4 separate regions of the Mus musculus genome follow, and regions 1, 3 and 4 are each linked to region 2. The links are chromatin contacts, called in public HiChIP or PLAC-seq maps. All regions are on one chromosome and are shown on one strand. Each heading gives the region's core, a stretch centred on a gene start, on an enhancer-like site or on the middle of the called end of the contact. The rest is flanking DNA. Distances are from core to core; before and after follow the strand shown. Region 1 overlaps Runx1 (runt related transcription factor 1). Region 2 has its middle 23 kb from the start of Gm41499. Region 3 has its middle 31 kb from the start of Gm30588. Region 4 overlaps Runx1 (runt related transcription factor 1).

What was found. HiChIP or PLAC-seq counts read pairs in DNA pulled down with a chosen protein or histone mark.
Region 1: a contact with region 2 is called in a FOXA1 HiChIP or PLAC-seq map of pancreatic cancer cells. The contact joins two enhancer-like sites. A contact is called at or near these places in 3 of 484 Hi-C or Micro-C datasets (liver and myocytes) and 1 of 115 datasets of contacts at active chromatin or transcription factors (pancreatic cancer cells).
Region 3: a FOXA1 HiChIP or PLAC-seq map of pancreatic cancer cells shows a contact between it and region 2. The contact joins two enhancer-like sites. A contact is called at or near these places in 1 of 15 datasets of contacts at CTCF or cohesin (large pre-B cells), 3 of 484 Hi-C or Micro-C datasets (granulosa cells, myocytes and nephron progenitors) and 2 of 115 datasets of contacts at active chromatin or transcription factors (large pre-B cells and pancreatic cancer cells).
Region 4: an HNF4G HiChIP or PLAC-seq map of pancreatic cancer cells shows a contact between it and region 2. The contact joins two enhancer-like sites. A contact is called at or near these places in 4 of 15 datasets of contacts at CTCF or cohesin (CD8 T cells, the NIH/3T3 cell line and stem cell-derived epiblast-like cells), 8 of 484 Hi-C or Micro-C datasets (CD4 T cells, cerebral cortex, epidermal suprabasal cells and 4 more), 23 of 115 datasets of contacts at active chromatin or transcription factors (the 230-238 cell line, the NIH/3T3 cell line, the SCID.adh cell line and 18 more) and 3 of 9 other capture datasets (adipose tissue, embryonic stem cells and pancreatic islet).

The regions. Positions count from the first base shown.
Region 1 is chr16:92,606,658-92,611,374 of GRCm38.p6, reverse strand. All of the region lies in intron 7 of Runx1 (runt related transcription factor 1), which reads left to right. Among named protein-coding and RNA genes, the nearest start is that of Gm30224, 13 kb to the right of the region's middle. Within about 2 kb of position 1,689, at least 135 of the 459 cell types and tissues checked have an H3K27ac peak or open chromatin away from gene starts, as enhancers often do. A contact at or near this core is called in pancreatic cancer cells, where this site is marked.
Region 2 is chr16:92,977,893-92,982,858 of GRCm38.p6, reverse strand. No RefSeq gene overlaps it. Among named protein-coding and RNA genes, the nearest start is that of Gm41499, 23 kb to the right of the region's middle. Within about 2 kb of position 3,053, at least 32 of the 459 cell types and tissues checked have an H3K27ac peak or open chromatin away from gene starts, as enhancers often do. A contact at or near this core is called in pancreatic cancer cells, where this site is marked.
Region 3 is chr16:93,290,618-93,295,501 of GRCm38.p6, reverse strand. No RefSeq gene overlaps it. Among named protein-coding and RNA genes, the nearest start is that of Gm30588, 31 kb to the right of the region's middle. Within about 2 kb of position 2,386, at least 98 of the 459 cell types and tissues checked have an H3K27ac peak or open chromatin away from gene starts, as enhancers often do. A contact at or near this core is called in pancreatic cancer cells, where this site is marked.
Region 4 is chr16:92,684,487-92,689,391 of GRCm38.p6, reverse strand. It overlaps Runx1 (runt related transcription factor 1), which reads left to right. Exons shown (of 8, transcript NM_001111021.2): 4 at 260-416. Among named protein-coding and RNA genes, the nearest start is that of Gm30281, 75 kb to the left of the region's middle. Within about 2 kb of position 2,256, at least 28 of the 459 cell types and tissues checked have an H3K27ac peak or open chromatin away from gene starts, as enhancers often do. A contact at or near this core is called in pancreatic cancer cells, where this site is marked.

The DNA of each region.
Region 1 (4,717 bases), core at 440-2,939, 370 kb after region 2:
CAATACAAGCTAGAAGGAAAGGTATTTATTTAATAGTACAGGAAAGAGAGGGGGGAAGAGAGAGAGAGAGAGAGAGAGAGAGAGAGAGAGAGAGTTCGCCAGGACCCAAAAGTGACCCTCTGCTGCCCAGTAGGGAAGACCAGAGAATGACAAACAACTGGCATAGAGTGAGCCTCAACTTGGCAAAACTCCCTCTAGAAACCAAGCCCCGAGCACAGGCCTCAAAAGCCTGTAATGTGTTCTCATAAACCTGGGCCAGAGAGGGTAGGTAGGGTCCCTGAAAGGAAGAGGCTGTCAGGCCCACAGCTTGTCAGCCGAACTTGACCCCTCTGTGGCTGATGTGCCTTCTAATCCCACCAGTGACAGCTTCGAGTTCTGGGCTTTCAGCCTCCCCCAGCCCGACCTGCCTAGCTGCTCAGCACACACACATGCGTTCTCAGCAGACGGGCCCTGTCTGTCTCTGTCCCTTGCAGACAGACAGACTCCACACCTTGTCTGAAAGGAGCTGCCACGTGAAGGTTTATCTTTCCTCCTCATTTCTCTTCTTCCTTTATTTTACCCTCTTCCTTTTCTTTTGGTTAATTAATGTCTAGCTGCCAACCTGGGCGACAGACAGCGCATACTAATCTGAGTCACGCAGGAGAGCCTTTTAAGGCGGTCATTATCTGCTCAGGTTGTTTAATCCTTTGGGGGCAGTGGGAGGGGCCTGGGGTGGGACCTCTTTCATCCACATCAAGCTTTAGAGCCAAGACTCTGCGCTCTGTCAAGGTAGAGACTTAGCACCATAGAGGGAGAGACACTGCCAGTGAAAGTGGCTGAACCTTCTAATCCTCACACTTCCTACTTTTAAAGTCTCCCCATGAATGGGAGAGGGGGCAGTTGTCACCTGAATTGAGTGGGTGGGGGCGGCGTGCACCGGACTAGCCAAAAGAATAGAGGAGCCGTAGTTGGGTGATGTATAAATTCTGTGTGACTGCTGATGTGTAAGGAAAGAGGTTAGACAGGATTTAAAAATGAAAACACGGGGAGCTGGTGAGGTAGCTCAGTGGTTAGGAACCTTTGTTGCTCTTCCCAGGCCCCCCACATTAGCCCGCTCACAGCTGCCCATAACTCCAACTCGAGGGCATCTCTCTCCTTCCTCCAGTGTCTGCAAGCACACACACACACACACACACACACACACACACACACACACACACACATGCGCGCGAGCACCTAACTAAAAATAAAATAGCTGTAAATGAGAACACGTATTCGAATAGAGCACTTGAATTTGAACATATCTAAAAGGCCCATGTCTTTTTTATTACAGAGCGTATACAAAGCGAGACAGGGAGGGATGGAAGGAGAAGGGGAGGAGGGAGAGAGAACCTGACCTCTCGTAGAAAGACGCCACACTATCTCAGATCTTCCACATACTCTGCCCCCAGCAGCTGAGACTGTAACATTACTCCTGCGCTTATGCCCATGACAAATCACGGACTCACTCGGGATTCCGGTAACGTGGTACCATTACCACATTACCATGTAAGAACTGGGACAGACTGGCAGAGCATGTTCAGACACGGCTCTGAAACGTGGTGACCTCTCCTTCATTTTTTTCCAGTGGATTCACCTTTTTTGTCTCAGGACAAATGAAGCAAGAGGGATAATGGGCAGAGTCACTTGTTTGTGTCCAGTGTATTGCATCAGATGACAACAGGCCGATTGTGTGTGTGCCTAATGCTCTCCCTCCTGCCTCGGCTTCTCCCTAGACTGTATAAATCTAACTGGAAAAAAAAAATGGAGTAGAGCTTCCTGTTAACTCTCAAGCATGTCATGGCTCTCTGTAAGCAAAACAAGTGACACAGAGTTTGCTCATAGAGGTCCCCGGTGAGGGCGCAGAGATGAACCCTGAGGAATGAGGTGTGGCCTGCTGGCTGGAGGAGAGGCTAGAGGGCAGCCTACCAGGGCAGCCTACCAGAGCCACTGTTGGTTTACAGCCTTTGCCTGCCCACATGTCTGACTTGCTTTGAAAAGATTAACAGGAGTGTTTGTTTGAAAGTCAGACTCCTGGTTTCCTCATTAGTAGAGGGATTTGCTGCAGACTTGGGCTGTGCTTATAAACTCTAATTACCTCTCTGATGAGGAGTCTATTTCTCTCACATTCAGCCCAAATGTACACAAGAGTTCCTTTTGTAAAATCGTGTTAGAGCAATAAAAGATTATTGAGAGGGGGTGGAGGGGGAGAGGGAGAAACAAGAACACAAGCCCGAGCTCTCCGTGCTGAAATAATAGGCTTGGAACAGAAAGAAGTTGATCACAGCCCATGCCTTCCAAAAAAAAAAAAAGATTAATCCACCCGGGTAGCTTTCCTTTCAAAGGAAGCTTTTCGATCCCCTCAAGTTTCTCTCTAGCAGGCTCAACTCTGTACCTGAATTTGAGAATTTAACATTTTGAACACTTAGTTCGTGCCTCTGCCCTGTGTTGTTGCTGCTGCTGAGCCGTGCTGGTGCGAACAGTATAGTCGCAGCCTGCCCTCCTCTGACTGACAGACACAAGCTACCCGAAACACCGTCCTAACTCACTGTGGCAGCTGGTGGGCGGATGTGCATCCCTTCCTAACCATTCTCAGTTATTTCGCAATGTCTGGAGATTCTTTTGGATGTCAAAGTAGCGGGCAGGGGGTCGGCAGGGAGGCCACTAGAGGCATCTTGTGGGTAAAGAAGGAAGATGCCACCAAACAGTTATCAGTCTCCAAACACCCGCTAGACATAATACAGCCCAAAGATGCCAGCAGTGGCACTTTTGGCAAGGGAACCCTCCTGTCCCTCCTGTCCCCTGGTCTGCCTCAAAGGCAGCATGCACACGTGCCAAGTGCAGAGGGAGCCGGTGAAGCAAGGGCAGTCTGTAGAACTGTAAATTCAAAATGAATCTTGTAAAGAAAGTCTGTCATTTCTGGACAAAACAAGTTTTGCTATCCATTTGTGTTAGAAGCTAGTGAGTGACACAGCAGCTGGAGCCATGACTCAGTGGTTTAGAGCATGCACTGCTCTGGGGGATGTTGGCACCCACTTCTAGCCTCTGGGGGCACTGCACACACACAGGCTCATAACCACACAAGCATAATCACAAGTAAAATTACCTTTAAGAAGAAAACAGTGACTCAGGTCTTAGATAAAGACGAGACATGAAGTCAAATGTCTAAGGTTACTATAGATGGGAACAAGTCAGAAGGCAGAGACAGAGGCAAGTGATGTGTCAATCACCGACATTCACGTCGTCCCTACCACAACACGCACTGCACCTAATAATAGGAAATTAGCCAACTTTCAAGGGATCAGAGTCTACAAAAATGACAGTTTTCTATTATCCAACCTGACTACTAAGTGCAATGACATAATATTGTTATTATAACATACTTAACATATAATATTCTACTATCAACATATCAGTGGATGCATGACCTCAGTTATTTTAATGTTATGCCATTGTATATTGTTATATTAATATTGTTATGCCAATGTACTGATTATATTAGCAATATACCAGTCAGTATTGATGCTTTCATTAGAGGATAGGCTTTTTTTTCTCCCCCAGTAAAGGACCAAAGAGAAGTTGTTAAGCTTTGGACACTCTGTTGTCCTGGTCACTCAACAGCAATAGGAGCTACTTAGCGCCCATGAAAGTGCACACAGGTGCCAACTTGTGCTATAGGTTGAAGCTATGTCGCAACAGAGTAGAAATACAATTTTTGTGTGTTTTTATTTTTAGTCTTACAACCATTTGAAAAGGTAAAATTCATTCTTAATTCCTAGAACACATAAAACTTCTCCCCAGCCAGACTTAGCCAATGAGCTACAGTTTGCCAACCTGGGATCTAACATTTATGTGTATTGGAAACTTTACACTACAGTGTGTGTGACAGGTACCTATATGGTACATATGCTACGGCGTGTCAGGATACATACCATATGCCGCCCACCACTCCCTGCAATGCATCTGCCATTGCTCTGTGTCACACTGTTTGACATCTGTCATGTCAAACATGCTGGGGGAAGCCCACTTCTTGCTAGATAGTCCCCGCCACCCACCATTCCCTGGCAGCAGCCCTCTGCATAGAATCTCATCTTCTTAAGTGACAGTATCTTGGGTAGTTATCTGTCCTGTTGACTTCTAGGTAAGTGTACATCTCAGGCAGGAATATTCTCAGTGGTTCCCTCCTCCCTGGGCAGGGAGCTGTGGGCAGTCCAGTCTGTTGGGTGGGTGCACTCTCCGTGCTCCCTCCTCCATGGTCAGGGCCAGTCTGGGCACTCTTCTGTGTCCTGAGTAGGAGCACTCCCTGTGCCACCCCCATCCCCCACCCATAGTCATTCTGTGCAATCTTGTGTGACCTGGTTGGAAACAGTCTTGGTGGTCTGGGACACTCTGAGCAGTCCTGTGTCCTGGGTGGGAGCAATTTTGCGGTCCCCCCTTCCACAGGCAGGGGCAGTGTGTTGTGGGGGGAGCACTCTCTGTGTAGCCCCCTACATGGGCAGAGGCACTCTCCGTGGTCCCCCCCCCCCGGGCAGAAGCACTCTGGGTAGTCCTGTGTGTTAGGGCAGGATCACATGCTGTGCCCCCACTCCGTGGGCAGGAGCACTCTGGGTAGTCCTGTGTCTTAGGGCAGGTGCACTTGCCGTGCTCCCCTCCCCGTGGGCAGGGTCACTCTCTGTGGCCCCCCCCTCCATGGGCAGGG
Region 2 (4,966 bases), core at 1,804-4,303:
TTGGAAGTCTTTTGTAAAATGGTAGTATAACTAACATTAATACTTGATAGATGACCAAAGGGGAAAATTCAAAACGCACGGAGATGCCTGGGATCTGTTCTTAATGGATAATTGACAGATTTGACTGACTTTCTTTCTGCTCATCATTAATAATTAGTGCTGATAAGAATATTCTAAGGGAAATGCTGATTTGTTCATAGGCAAGATACAGAGGCTTTCTCTTCTAGAGTCTTCTCCAGAAAGGATAACTTTATGGTTATTCCCACCTTTGTATGTAAAAATTTTAGAAATGGCCAGACATTCTTGAGGAGGTCAAGATGGGAAGACTGAAAGTTTGAAGTCTGGTTGATTTAGGAGAAAAATATAAATGTATATATGTCCTTAGAATTTTGCTTAATAAACTCCTCAGAAGCCTCCTGTCTGTACGGGGGACTCATAATCCCTTATACAATTCAAGCCATGCAGTAAAGTTAGTGGACTCTGAATCTGAAATGATAGACATCTGCTATACCTCTTAATTCTCTGGTAATGAACAATAATAGCATTTGACCTGCCCAAATAAAAAATAAATAAAAAAGTTGGTCCATGCTTTAAGAGATAGAGTTGGGTAGTCAGAAAATATTCCTAACAACAGTTTCTAAGGAAGAAGTCACTTTGAACGCCAATGTCCTTTTGTTTCTTAGCTCATTGTTTGAGGCACAGTCTCTACCCCAATGGTGTCAATCACAAAACCAGATCTAAATCTGATTCATTGCATGGAGCCCTTGTGGTGGCTCGAGAAGTGACCCCCATAGGGTCAGGCATTTGTACACTTGGTCCCCAGCTGGTGGAACTGTTTTGGGTGGTTATGGACCATTTGGGAGGTGGAGCATATCACTAGGGACAGGCTTTGGGGGCTTCTCTCTAACCCGGCTCCCTGCTCCTTCCTGCCTCCTGCATGTTTATGAAAATGTGATCAACCAGCTTCTGCCAGCCAAACCAGCCTTGCCACGCCTGCCAGTCAGGATGGATTCCATCCCACCAGCACCATAAGCCATAATAAATCCTCACTCCTTGTGTTACTTCTGCTCATGCCATCTCATTACAGCAACAGAAACGTAAGTAATACAGCTAGATCACAGAAACTCCACTCCCTCTTATCATGACTTGAACATTATAAACATTTTTAAAATATTTTTCTTGTAGAAATTTATCATCTAGCTTATGATGTGCCATAGTTAAAACAATAGGTCCAAAGAACTTTGTGTATACAAAAATACATATAATATTTCATCAATCTAATTATTGATTACATGCTGGAGTAGTAATATTTTTGATAAGCTGGATTAAATAAAAAAGTCTTTACAAGAAATTTTACTTTTAGGGTAACTATTGGCTTTTCAGTCTCTACTTAGGTAAGTTTAATTTATTTCATTTTTACTCTTTATTGTACATATTAGTGGTATATAGACTAATATTTTAGTACATGTACATAATGTATAATGATCCAATCAGGGAACTGTAATTCCATTTACTGATACATCCTTTTCTCATTGTTTCACCTGTAATAATTGTACATATTTATGAGGTACATTGTGGCTACTGGCAGAGAACTTCCATTCTCATGAAATCCAAAGACTATGCCTACAGAAGTGTCTCAGCATAATAAGACCATGTACATATATATCCAGGTGCCAGAAAGATGCCAAAATTACATCATTTTCTGTTTGTTTGTTTGTTTGTTTGCAAAAGAAGAGAAATAAAAGCCAGATATTTACATAGGCCTTCAGCTGTAGTTTTTCTTCAACACTGTAGCAATGTCATAAAGTAATATTTTTTTTAATCTTGGAAACATATAACTGAGATATATGTATTAAAAAAGAGAGATAAATTGGGCCAAAAATTGTTAGGTAAATAACGCTTTATTTTCAACAGAAGGCATGGTGTGTGGAGAATTAAATTAGAAGTCCATAACCTGGTCAGGAAGGCAGAACTCATAGATTAGATTATTAAGGAAGATGTTTCCTTGAAGAAAACAATCATCTTTGAAGACATAGCAGATTTGAGAAGATTAACAAGCTTGAAAAGAAAGATTTCTGTAGCTAAATGAATCACTCGGTGATATAGACCTCCTGGGTTCTGTGACCAGCTCTATGTATTCGAATACTTTATCAGTTAGACTTTGTTTCTGTCTCTGTCTCTGTCTCTGTCTCTGTCTCTGTCTCTGTCTCTGTCTCTGTCTCTCTCTCTCTCTCTCTCTCTCTCTCTCTCTCTCTGTGTGTGTATGTGTGTGTGTGTGTGTGTGTGTGTGTGTGTGTGTGTGTGTGTGTGTGTGTGAAGGTCTACATGGGGCTAATGTATGTGAAGGCCAGAGGTCACCCTCAGGTATTATTCCTTAAGTGAAGGCCATCTACCTCACTTTTGACATAGCATCTCTCACTGGCACCTGAGGTACTCCATCCCAGTAGGTGAAGGTGACTGACCAGGGAGTCTTAAGGATCTGCCTGACTCCCTCCGTGCTGGGGTTACAAGGATGTGCTACCATGCCTGTCTTTTTACCTGTGGGTTCTGGAAATGAAACTCCTCTCATTGCTCTTGTACTGTGACTATTTCACCAGCCAAGCCATCTCCCAGCCTCTGTAGACTCGGGGAGATAACAAGTGTACTGCAGAAGTATAATCCCCAACGATGTGTAGATGACTTTTTCATTTGCACACGAAGCTCTCAGCTACATCTTAGGGAGAAATGGCCCTTTGAAGTGGTTTTCCCCCTCAAGTCTCAAAACAAATTCTTTCATTTAAGAAAATGCCATGAAACCCTTAGATGTGCAGAAGCCTCGACACCAAGCTCTGGCCACTTCCTAACTCAGAAAATTACATTGTGATTATCGATGTTCTCTTCTGGTGGCTCTATTTTCAAAAGACAAATGACTCTGGTTGGAATCTAATTTCCTCTTAGAATTAATGTTGCAAAATTAATGGGCCACCTGATCAAGTTTCAAAGGGTAAATAAATGACCATCCTCCATATAGGTCAGGGTCAGCGGTGACTCCAGTGTGAGTCACAAGACTGAGTGAGCACAAGCAAGTGGTCCCTGTGGCTTAGAAGCCAGGAGCAGTCGTGAGGGACCGGCGGGAGCAGCTGGGGAAGCTGTTCTTTTTCTCCTAATCTACTCAACAGTTTCAGCTTCCAGGAATCGTTAGAGCTGAGGATGCTACAGGAAGGCAGCGGTGTAGCTTCACAAACATCCTAGCATTCCTGGGACATACACACCCCGGTGTAAGTTTCTGTATAGGGAGAGCCAGGTTTTCCAGACCTGGCACAGTGCCTAGCACGAGGATTGAGCTCTCTGGGTGGATTAAAGGAACGATGGGAGGGAGCGAGGTGAGAAAGAGAATGAAGGATAAAGGAGAGAAGGTGGTGAGAGGAGAGGAGATGAGAGGAAGAATAGAGAGAGACATGTAGAGAGAGCGAAGGTCAGGCCTCCCACAGAAACGCCCATGAACTTTGCTTGTGAATATCAATGCAAAAATACTCAATAAATTTCTCACAAACTGAATTAAAAAACGCATCAAAACCATCATTCACCATGATCAAGTAGGCTTTATACCAGGGCAAGGTTGGTTCAATGTACGAAAATCCATGTAATCCACTATATAAACAAACTCAAAGGATTAAAAAAAAAACCACATGATCATCTCATTAGATGCTGAAAAGGCATTTGACAAAATAAAACGCCTCTTCATGTTAAAAGTATTGGAGAGATCAGGAATTCAAGGCCCATATCTAAACATAATAAAGGTAATATACAGCAAAGCTGCAGCCAATATCAAACTAAATGGAGAGATGCTTGAAGCAATCCCACTAAAATCAGGGACAAGACAAGGCTGCCCACTCTCCCCATATCTATTCAATATAGTACTTGAAGTTCTAGCTAGAGAAATAACACAACAGAAGGAGACCAAGGGGGATACAAATTGGCAAAGAAGTAGTCAAGGTATCACTATTTGCAGATGGTATGATATTATACATAAGCAACCCCCAAAATTCTACCAGAGAACTTCTACTGCTGATAAACAACTTCAGCAAAGTGTCCAGATATAAAATTAAGTCCCATGAATCAGTAGCCTTCCTTTATACAAATGATAAATGGGCTAAGAAATCTCATGAAACCAAAACAAGAAAAGGCGGTTTGAAAATTCTTGTATACTTGAGGGTCCTTGTTACCATCCTGTAGGCCAGAAAAGGTGAGTGAATTTCTTCATGACATTTTAGTGGTCACAGTGAGCTTTCCCCAAGGACAAGATCCAAGAATTTATATTGTTGTAAGCTTCTTATGTGAGCTTGCTTGTTTCCTTTGGAGACCCACAGGAGCTAGCAGCCAAATTCAGACCTGCCAACTAACCCACACTATGGATATCCTGCCTTCAAATTTGACTCTCCAGCTGGGACACGAACTTAGAAAGATGGGAAGGGCCACAGGAGACTGTAGGGATTTGAATACTGGTACTGACAAAACCTCAAAAACAACCCATAGCGGCCCCTTTGCTGTCATAGTTCTAAACCATGAAGAACATATGTCCCAGGCTTGAGGTTTCATTTATAACGGTCCACTCTGCTTTACTTGTCTTAAGACAGCTGTGCTTAATACTGCACTGTAATGCCTTTATAGTAAGCCAAACCATATTCAAATTCTGCTGCAGACAGACAGGCAGGCAGACAGACATAGACAGACAGACAGGCACACAGACAGACACACAGACAGACACACAGACAAACATGGAATCTCATGAAACCCAGACTGGTTCAAACTCACTCTGTGGCCTAGCATGGCTTTGAACTTTTCCCTCTCCTGCCTCTATTCTCCAAGTGCCAGGATAACAGGCATGTGTCCCCAAGTCATTTTATACCAGGCAGGGGATTGAGTGCTAGGAGAGCAGTCTACCAACTGGGCTGCGTCCTTAGGACCTCCCTCCTCAGTTAGATTC
Region 3 (4,884 bases), core at 1,137-3,636, 310 kb before region 2:
GCAGGGGTATTGTCAGCTGAGGCTTGGTTTTTATTTTAATTTCCATCTTTGGGATTGAGGCTAGGGCCAGAGGAACCTATATTCCTGCCTTTTAGCTAACCTCGGGGTCTATTTGGCCTTGGCCTTAAGCACTGTTAGGTCCAATCAAACAGCAGTTCCCTGACCATCACCTTGCTTTGCTGAGAGAATTTTAAGAAACAGATGGAAAAGACCATATTTTAAAAAGCACAGAGATTGGAACCTCTCTGCTGTTTCTGGCCCAAATGAGGAAACTCCCAAGGCTCCTGCCATGGTAAGAAACCACAGTTAACAATGGTGAATAAAACCACATCTTAATTTCTCCCCGAATTTCCATTTTACAGAGAATTTGGGGGAAAAAAATCAATCTTCAGAGGCTGTGGAAAAACACAAAGTTGTGTATTTATTTTATTTTATTTTTTATCTTGGAAAAATGTCTGTATCATAATAAAGTCTCTCAAGACACCAGCTTGAGTCACGTCCCTCTGAGTTGGCACATCCAGCAGCAGGCCTTGGGTGTCGCAGGCCCTCAATAAGTGATTGTGTATCGAAGATGTTTGCTCTCCTCAAAACCAGTCGCCACAAATCAGCATCAAGTCAGGCCAGGCAAGAAACATTCTATTTTTAGTAGAGATGGCTCATTATGTTTGTCTGTGTCACTGAAACGTCTTAAATGAAAGAACAAACAAGCAAACAAACAAGCAAGCAGAATGATCATAGGTGGGGACGCTTGTTTTGGACATTAGCTCCACCCCTGGTGTAAATATGTTACTTTGTAACATAATGTGAAGATTCTCCTTAAGTACTGAGTTGAGTGGCCACCACTGCCTGCATTTCTTACCTCAGCCTAGTGGTGTCATTCTCAGATTAATCTGAGAAGCATCGGAAGCAGGGGAAGTTAGCCTCCAGACTCTGCCTCTCCGCTTTCTTCCTTTAAGTGTGTGTGGGGGGGGGGTGCGGGGGGGGGATGGGATGGGGGAGGGGGGAGGGGTGTGATTCTGCAGGCAGCACCACACAATTTTTTTCTCATCTGCATCTTTAGAAATGACAGGTGACTGGGGGAATCTCAGTGGAATTTAGCGAACCAGGTCCATGCAGCCTGCAGAAACGGTGTCTTCACTTCTGTATGGCTGTGGGGTCGTCACGGCCACTTGTCTACCATGAAGAGGTAGGAAAACCCTTTGGACTTCAACTGAGATGCCAGTCCCATGGCCAGCTATCTCCTTGTATGTCCCTTTCAACTGAAAAAGACATCATGTGATAACAGTTTTTATTTTTTTCCTGTTAATTATATTTTCCCTCCATTTGTAACAGCAATGAATACACTTAGAGAGATGGACTCTTTTGTGCTACAACAAACAAGCAAGGACATAAAGTAAACAAATGTTTCATAAGAGATAAGCAAAAGCTGCAATTATTACCATATGTAGTCGGTTTGTCTATCACCTGTCTGCATATCACCTATCTGTCTGTCTGTCTGTCTATCTATGCATCTATAAATCTATCTATCTATCATACATCTATCTATGTATCTATCCAAACACAGAGGAGGGAAGAAAGGGGAGAAGGGAGAGGGAGGGAGGGAGGAGAGAGAGAGAGAGAGAGAGAGAGAGAGAGAGAGAGAGAGAGAGAGAGAGAGAGAGAGAGAGAGAGAGAGAGAGAGAATCCTTTAGGAGAAAGGATTTGTCACATTCTGTGTTTGTAAGCAACTTTACTATTGTAGACAGTCAGTGTATTATCACGATGGCCCCTGGTGTATGTGCCATTACTGAGTATTTGGGGGGTGGGTTCAGGTTCTAGTTCTGTAGCCCCAAGTCCTTGGAGCACCATTTCTTAAAGCATTCTGTTTTAATCGTGTTCTTATGTGATTCATAGAGTGAAGTAAAGTTTTAAGGTAAATCTTATTAGGATGTGACTATTCTAATTTGAACCAAACAGAAATTCAGTTCCCGAACTTCTCTGGTATGCGCTCAGCAGGAGACCTGTGAAGTGAGCAAGACCTCTGCCCCTCCCTCTGACAGGCGACAGGCCTTCCCTGGTGTCAAGGTTGCTGGTGGAGGAAATGAAACCAGGACAACAGGGACAAAGATCATATAGCTACAGAACAGCAAGAAACTTGAAGAATCCGTGGCTTGAGTCTCCCTTTCCTCAAGGCTTCCAGTGGGTCTCGCGGCTTGGTCCAGGCAGTTGATGGGGTGGAATGCTGAGTGTGGGGGAGACTAAGTCTAATACAACGGGCAGCGAGCATGCCTGTGTGTCCTCCAGGGGGAGACATTTCTCTTTCTCCCATGGCTGTGTGTTACCCAAAGCTAAGGTGGTCAGTGACACATTTGCAAGGCATGTCTCTGGGACACAGAGCAGAACAGGCTTGCAGAGCAGCTGCCCTCTGTGAGACTGAAGACCGAACGACTGTCTGTTTGCCCTCCAGTCCACACTGTCTAGAGGCCAACTGCTGCTCCTGGCCAGCAGCGCCTCAGGCCTTCCCATCACCACCCCAGAGAAAACCGTCAGAAGAGCATTGGCAGTTGTATGTTCTTACAGGAGGCCTGGAGTGTCCTGTAGGGACCACCGTAGGGACAATAAGAGCCAGGGACATAGCCTGGCACTTGAAAGATCTGCCACACTGCCCAGTTTGATTTTACGTTTCTCCCTTTCAGCCACTGTTTAGCTGTTCAGTTTACTAGAAATGTCTGTAGTTCTTAAGTGGCTGGTGGCCATTTTTCAAGGACTTTCTTTCTTGGTGTCATTCCTCTTAAAGAATGAACTGCGCAACCACATGCGTCTAGGAGGGTGGGCGAGAGAAAGGAGCAGGCACAGGATTCAAAGAAGTCAATTTAGCTACTTATTAACCGTGCCTGGAAATGTGAAGAGGAAAAGGTGGGAACTAATGACTCCAATGGGTGTTTGAAAAGAACTGGCTCTTTTGTTCCCAGCTCCGTGAACCCTCTCTTTGGAGAACCCAGAGCTGGTCCTCAGTCAATGAGTGTGGCAAGGATCATTTCAAGAACAAATTGAGGAAACGTAGGCACGGGTCTTTCATCGCCTTTTCGCGGTGATTAGATTTATTTACCTCCCTTGCTGGCCCCTTCTCTTTCATGCTTTCCAACCGCTTTAAAATCAAGAGTGAAAAATGAAACCGAGTTCCGGCTTTTAAGAAAATGAGAGAGGGTGGGGGCTGGGCTGGCTGACAGGTGCACACTTCCTGGGAGCCAGAGAATAGCAAGAAGTTTAAGAAAAGAACTGTGTGACCATAGCTGGCCTTGCCTGGGAGAAAGTCACTAATTGAAAGTCTGGCCAACGTTAAATGTGCTGGTGAAGTGCACTGATTTATTGGGACCAGTGTGGGGGAAAGGTCTGTGGAGCAAATTGAAAGAACAAACAGGGAAACGGTGTGTTTTCCTCGCCGAGAGATAGCTCCAAACGTTTGTAAAAATCACTTTGTATTTCAATCCCCCTGCAAAACGGTGAAAAGTTCTGGTTCCTAACTTCTAAGAGTTACTGTGAAAACCCTTACAACATCCCTAAGGTGTTCCTTCCTTGCGTGGGATCCTGTCATCCTCGTGACCGTGTGAGTTCGGGGGGAAGCAGAATTTTGTGAAAATGTTTCTCTACTTTAGACTTTTCTACAACTTTCTACCCAATTAGAGGATGTTAGTGGGGTTTGCTGCGTAGTGTGCTGGTATTTTGTGACTCGCAGGCGCTGATCTGTTTCCCTGGCTGTCTCACAGTTCATGAAGAAGTCTGCTCTAAAAAATGGCTTCTCACCATTCTGAGGGCCATCCCATCCCATCCCATCCCATCCCCCCCACCCCATCCCACCCCACCCCACCCCATCCCATCCCATCCCACCCCATCCCACCCCACTCCATCCCATCCCATCCCACCCCACCCTACCCCATCCCACCCCACCCCACCCCATCCCATCCCACCCCACCCTACCCCATCCCGTCCCATCCCATCTCACCCCACCCTACCCCATCCCACCCCACCCCACCCCATCCCATCCCACCCCACCCTACCCCATCCCATCCCACCCCACCCCATCCCATCCCACCCCACCCTACCCCATCCCATCCCATCCCATCCCATCCCCCCCACCCCATCCCACCCCACCCCACCCCATCCCATCCCATCCCACCCCATCCCACCCCACCCTATCCCATCCCATCCCATCCCATCCCATCCCACCCCATCCCACCCACCCCATCCCATCCCCTCTTCATCCTTCTCTACTGGGTTCTCAAGGCTTGCCCTGAGTCAGTTATGGGTATGCAGCATTTACATTGCCATTATCAGTGACAACATGCAGGGACCTTAGTGGCACTTGGGAGTTAGAATGCCTTCATCTTGGAGATGAGGAGACACAGGTCCACAGAGGTAAAGAGAAGCATCCAAGGCCTCGACGTGTTTATTTCATTGATTTCTAGAATCAAAAGTTATGAATCCCTTACTCCGAGGCTGCAAGACTCATTCAGTGTAGTACATCACAGAGTGGGAGGGAGGAGGGGGAGGGCTGCACAGAGTGAATGAGAAGTGTATGTGTAGCCACAGCTTGCTATTCAGGAATCTTTTCTCTGTGTTAAAAACGTCATCAAATTAGAAGTATAAGCATGCATCTTTGTCCTATTCGAGAAGCCTGACTTGCTGTCACTAGAAGTCATATTTGTCAGAAAATGGGCATCAACTTTTAGGACAAGATTTATTTCTGGTATTTCTCTCTTTCTCTCTTGCACATGTATGTGTGTTGTGTGTGCATATGCACATATGTATGGGCACATGCATAACAGTGTGTAGGTATATGCGTGTACATGCAAGTACACATGTGAAAGCCAGAGGTTGAGGCTGGTGTTTTCCACTATTAACTTT
Region 4 (4,905 bases), core at 1,007-3,506, 290 kb after region 2:
CCTGTGACCTTCTGTGGCTTTTCTCCTTTAATCTCTGTGTCTTCCTTATTTGAAAATCCACACCTGTCTCTGCATCGCAGGACTCACAGCAAGCTGTTTCTGTCACGATGATCAAATGATGACGGACGGCTCTTCTATAAACTAGAAAGTGTCACCATTAAGCATTAAGTTTAACATCAGCGCAATTGCCAGACAAATGACACAGCCAGGTGCCTGTGACAGCACTGATGTCTGCATTTGTCCCTTGGTTGACGTCTAGGTGGTGGCACTGGGGGACGTCCCGGATGGCACTCTGGTCACCGTCATGGCAGGCAACGATGAAAACTACTCGGCAGAACTGAGAAATGCTACCGCGGCCATGAAGAACCAGGTAGCGAGATTCAACGACCTCAGGTTTGTCGGGCGGAGCGGTAGAGGTGCGTATCTGTCACGGATGGGTGTGAAATTCGAACCCGGGTTTTCCAAATAGTAGCCGTTTCTTATTATTGATGCAGCATAATGATATTTATTTAAGGTAATGTTTATTTGATACCTAACAACTGGATATTATCACGTTTTGATGACTAAATTGGCTTACAACTGACTTGGAACGCACAGCGTGTGATGGACTTGGAACGCACAGTGTGTGATGCGTGAATTGTGAAGTTCAATAAAACATTCCACCGTTTTCCTAAACTGAGATAAGTGAGCGAACCACCCCAGAATGAGGACTGAGATTGTATAATGGGTGGTCACTATGGGATAATCAAAGCCATGAGCCTTTATCATATGGTACTTACGCTCCCTCGAACATGCGACAGGGTTTCAGTTGGTCACATCAATAATTTTGGGGGAACCCTTATTGATATAGTTTTAAGTAAGCTTATATTCCTAGGATTAAAAAAAATGGACTCTTACTGGTACATCTGAGAGCAGTGTGACCTTCACTATGCATTCTTTGTGTATGGTTTGGTGGGAGAAGCCAGGCTCACTTAACATTTAGATACTGCTCATGTGAGAGACCAAATTATTTCCTTAGCCCAGCTGGACATGCAGTTATTATGCCTCACCTTTAACCAGTTATTAAACTATTGGAGTAGAAAGAGGACCTGCTCTCACTGTAGGCTTGTCTGCTTTCCAGTTATCTTCCGAGGTATGTGTTCTCTCTTCATTTCAAGGAGCTACGGCACATTTTACAAACATCAGCAGGCCGTGTGAGAGTCTAGGAGCAAGGTCTTCGCTTAAACCCTCACCTTTGTAATGTAGAATTGAACGATCTTAGCCGTAAATGATATCTCTAGCTTAATCAAAGCGGAATGACATATATCTAAGTCATACGATCAGTTCTCAGAGAGGGGAAGACACAGGGAGGGGCTAGTCGTGTCCATCGCTCAGTGGTAGAGCCTTCCGTGTGAAAGGCCTTTAGTTTGATCCCCAGCACCAAGCAAGCAAAACAAAGCAGGTAGACTGGCAACAGACAAGAAATGTCAAGCAAAGGGATTGTTACTACTGATTCTGAAGGCGTTCAGAACAGTGGAAATTCCGTGTTCATAGTGGGAAAGAGGAGAGAGTTGAGAGTGTGAGCCTGGACTTCTGTGTTTGCTCCCCTACCCCTGCCCCCAGATGCCCAGGGCATTTTCAGAATGATGTCACAGCTGGAGAAAAAAATGTAGAGAACATATAATGTTATTGAAAATATGTGTTCGCGCTACTGTGCTAATAATAGGGTGATTGAAAGAAGAGTCTACCCACTTATCGAAGGCCTGGGAGAGCCTGCGCCCTTAAGTGGATCCACTTGGAATATTGAAAGTCTGCCTTTCAGCAAATGGAATTCGCATTACGGTTCAGAGGCATGTGTTTAGAAAATATCAGGGAGGTTTCAGATGAGTCGCTGGCCGAGCGGGTGGGAAGCCAAGAAGAAAGGAAGACCCCAACAGCCAGGCCCACGCCCACCTGCCTAGCAATAAGCTTAGTTCGTAGGATCTAGCTGGGTTGCCAGAGAACATGTCCCCATACTCCTAGGCGTCTAAGTGGGTCTTTTTGTCATGTTTGGCTATGGAAGTTTCGAAGACTATTTAATGGACTATTCCAGTGACATTTTCCCGTAGGGAGTTGCATGGTGGCTTTGTGACGACCGTGGCAGCCAGTTGATGATGATCAAGAGTGGGGTTCTGAAAGCAGCGTGCCTGCCTACCTTGGTGGTGCTATGTGCTGGTCGCCTATCCCTCTTTGGCCATTTCTGTTTTGAGTGGGTGACTAAGAGGTGCTGGTGTTTACCTGAGGAACAATGGACTGTTTCCCCAAGGCGTGGAGTGTTTGCACTCTGCTGTCTGATTCGTGCCAGTGTGCACTTGAGTTTGCATAACCGCCCCCCCCCCCCAGGAAAACAGCAGCACCCAAGGCGAGGCTGGTTTCCCATACCCTGGAATGAAAAAAATTAATCAGATGCAAAAAATTGGATTATATTTGACTTGAGCAGGCTCTCCTCTTCATGAGGGGTAACGAGTAATTAAAACTCAGGAGGACTAATTGACCACTTGACCCAGTTATGGTTTCTATATATAATGTTGGTCTTGAGTTTTTATGGTTTAAATTTTTCATGTCAATACCAAGACAAGTGAGCTGTCGGTGTAATAAACATGGTTTTATCTCATAATTTCACTTTGTAGTCACAAAATATGATTTTATTTTGATTTTTCATGCCATCAAAGCCTGCTGGATATTCCCCAGCCCAGCCCACCCCACCCTCTCTCACTCTCTTTCTCTCCTTCTCTCTTGCGATTTGCTTCCCATTAGAAACTGAAGAAATGACTCTCACTAATTCTCACAATTAGCCCTAATCTCCCTGGTTGAACCTTATCCTTTAAAAGTTGCATTATGCTTTATGGAACGATCTTAAGACCCGACTATTTCATTTTTCATTTTTTTAAATGTGCCTAAAAATATGCCCTCAGAGGCCACACACTGGCCCAGAAGGTCCTGGCCTTCCAACACATCCACATTCCGTAAGGTCAGTTTGGGATTCTGTCAGTGATGGCTTCTCGGAGGGGCCTGGGTACTCCGTGTGGGATAAAGGGTAGAGATGACATGAATGGACACCCTCCTTTCTTGTTACCAGATGCCAGATTTTGAGGATTGTGACCCTCACAGAAACTGCCAGTTAACCAAGGAAGGATTTTTCTCTGTTCCAAGAAATGGATCTGTCTGGGAGCTGGCTGATGCTCAGCTCTAACCTCAGGTTCAGCCTGTGACTGGGAAAACCTGCCTGTCTGGCTTCTAAGCCCTGGCTGCCTGCTGGCCCCTGTGAAAACCTGGTGAAGGCAGAGGAAGCTCCTGCCTGCTTCCTCCATGACCATGGCTTCCGCCTGCTCTCCTTTAGATCAGCTCGGGTGTATCTCCTCATAGGAATGTTTCTCCCTTTGATTCCCAATCTGCATGTTGATTATCTGTGGGGCTCTACAAAGGAAGGAGAGATAGCTGCTCCCGGTTGGGAGTTTAGGGTGGGGTGAAAATCAGACGGGATCTTGGGAGACCCTCTCTGAAGTCCAGAGATTAGGAGGGCGCTCAGGAGGCTGCCCAGAACAATGCATGCTTTAGTCACAGGGCCTGAGATTATCAGTCATCTCCGAGTTCAGGGTCAAAAAGAGATCTCTTTCATGAGGGAGGTCAATTAGCTGAGCCTTTTTCTCGGTCTGTAACTTGCTCCCATGAGCTGGGGTGTGAGGTGACAAACATTTAAGAAACCTTGGCAGTGACATCTGCAAACACCCATTTCCTGCTGGGGTGTTTCACCAGCTGCCGAAGACTTGATCCATCAGTGAACTTAGCTTTAACGATGCCTGTCACAGGGAAACAGATCACGCAACTACCAAACATGACAACAGCCGTGTGGCAAATGTGAGGAGGGAGACCAGAGCCAATGCTCACTTGTTCCAAGTTGGTGATTCTTTAAATCTCTGGAAGCTGTCATAGATAATTCTGAAAATCCCCCCAAAGATTTCCTAAGGTCCAAAAAAAAAAAAAAAATGCACACGGGCCCAGATTTCTATAGTGCAGCTTAGTTTCGGGATTGTTTATGGATCTTCCTGGGACGTGCAGATACTAAAACGTGCGAATCTGGAACGTGTCTTGGACTGCTGAGGGTCAGTTCAATGCCAAGTCTTAAACACAGCCCATACTCAGAAGATAAATATACATGAGGACCCACAAGGTTGACATTTTCCTGTGCTTCTCTGTTGTGTGGATGGCGGTGATATCTGTAGACTCAGGACCTGGTTGGTAGAGGGTAGGAAGGTATAGCAATTTAAAAGGCCAGGGCAGGCATCCGGTGGACCACTAGGCATATGGCTGGATGTAATCGTCTGTGTGGGAGCGAAGCCACCATTGGCAGAGCAGTCTCTTCCCTAGTGACTGTCAGTCCTGGCTGCAGTGACATGCACGCACATCCCCAGAAGACCAGTAGTCTGCTGCTTGCCAGGAACAGGTCTCCTTTCTTAGTGGAATCTGCTGTTTACGCTGACATCCTGGCAGCTCAGAACTTGCCCAGTTTGTGCTTTTCTGAAGTGAAATTCCTTCCTGGACTCTCACTGTTGATGTCCCCACCCCCACCCCACTCCCCCATCTTCCTCCCCCCCCTCCCCGCCCCCAGACATAATATTTATCCCGTCACAGTCTGGGCTCCTTCATATTTGTGTAGTGTCGGTTTCTTTAAGCATTTCCATTCCGCTTTTACGTGATTTGGGGTACAGTGTGGGATGTTGTCTCTCTCGGCTGAGCGGAAGGCTGTGGTGGAGACGCGTTGCGGGAAGGATAAACTGTTCTGGCGCTCCAAAAAGGGAGGGCCGCCTTGGTGTGCGGCTTTTCCGGGAGAGTTGGTCTTAGTGACTCATGATGTTATCACAGGATTCATATCATTCTCTATTTGAT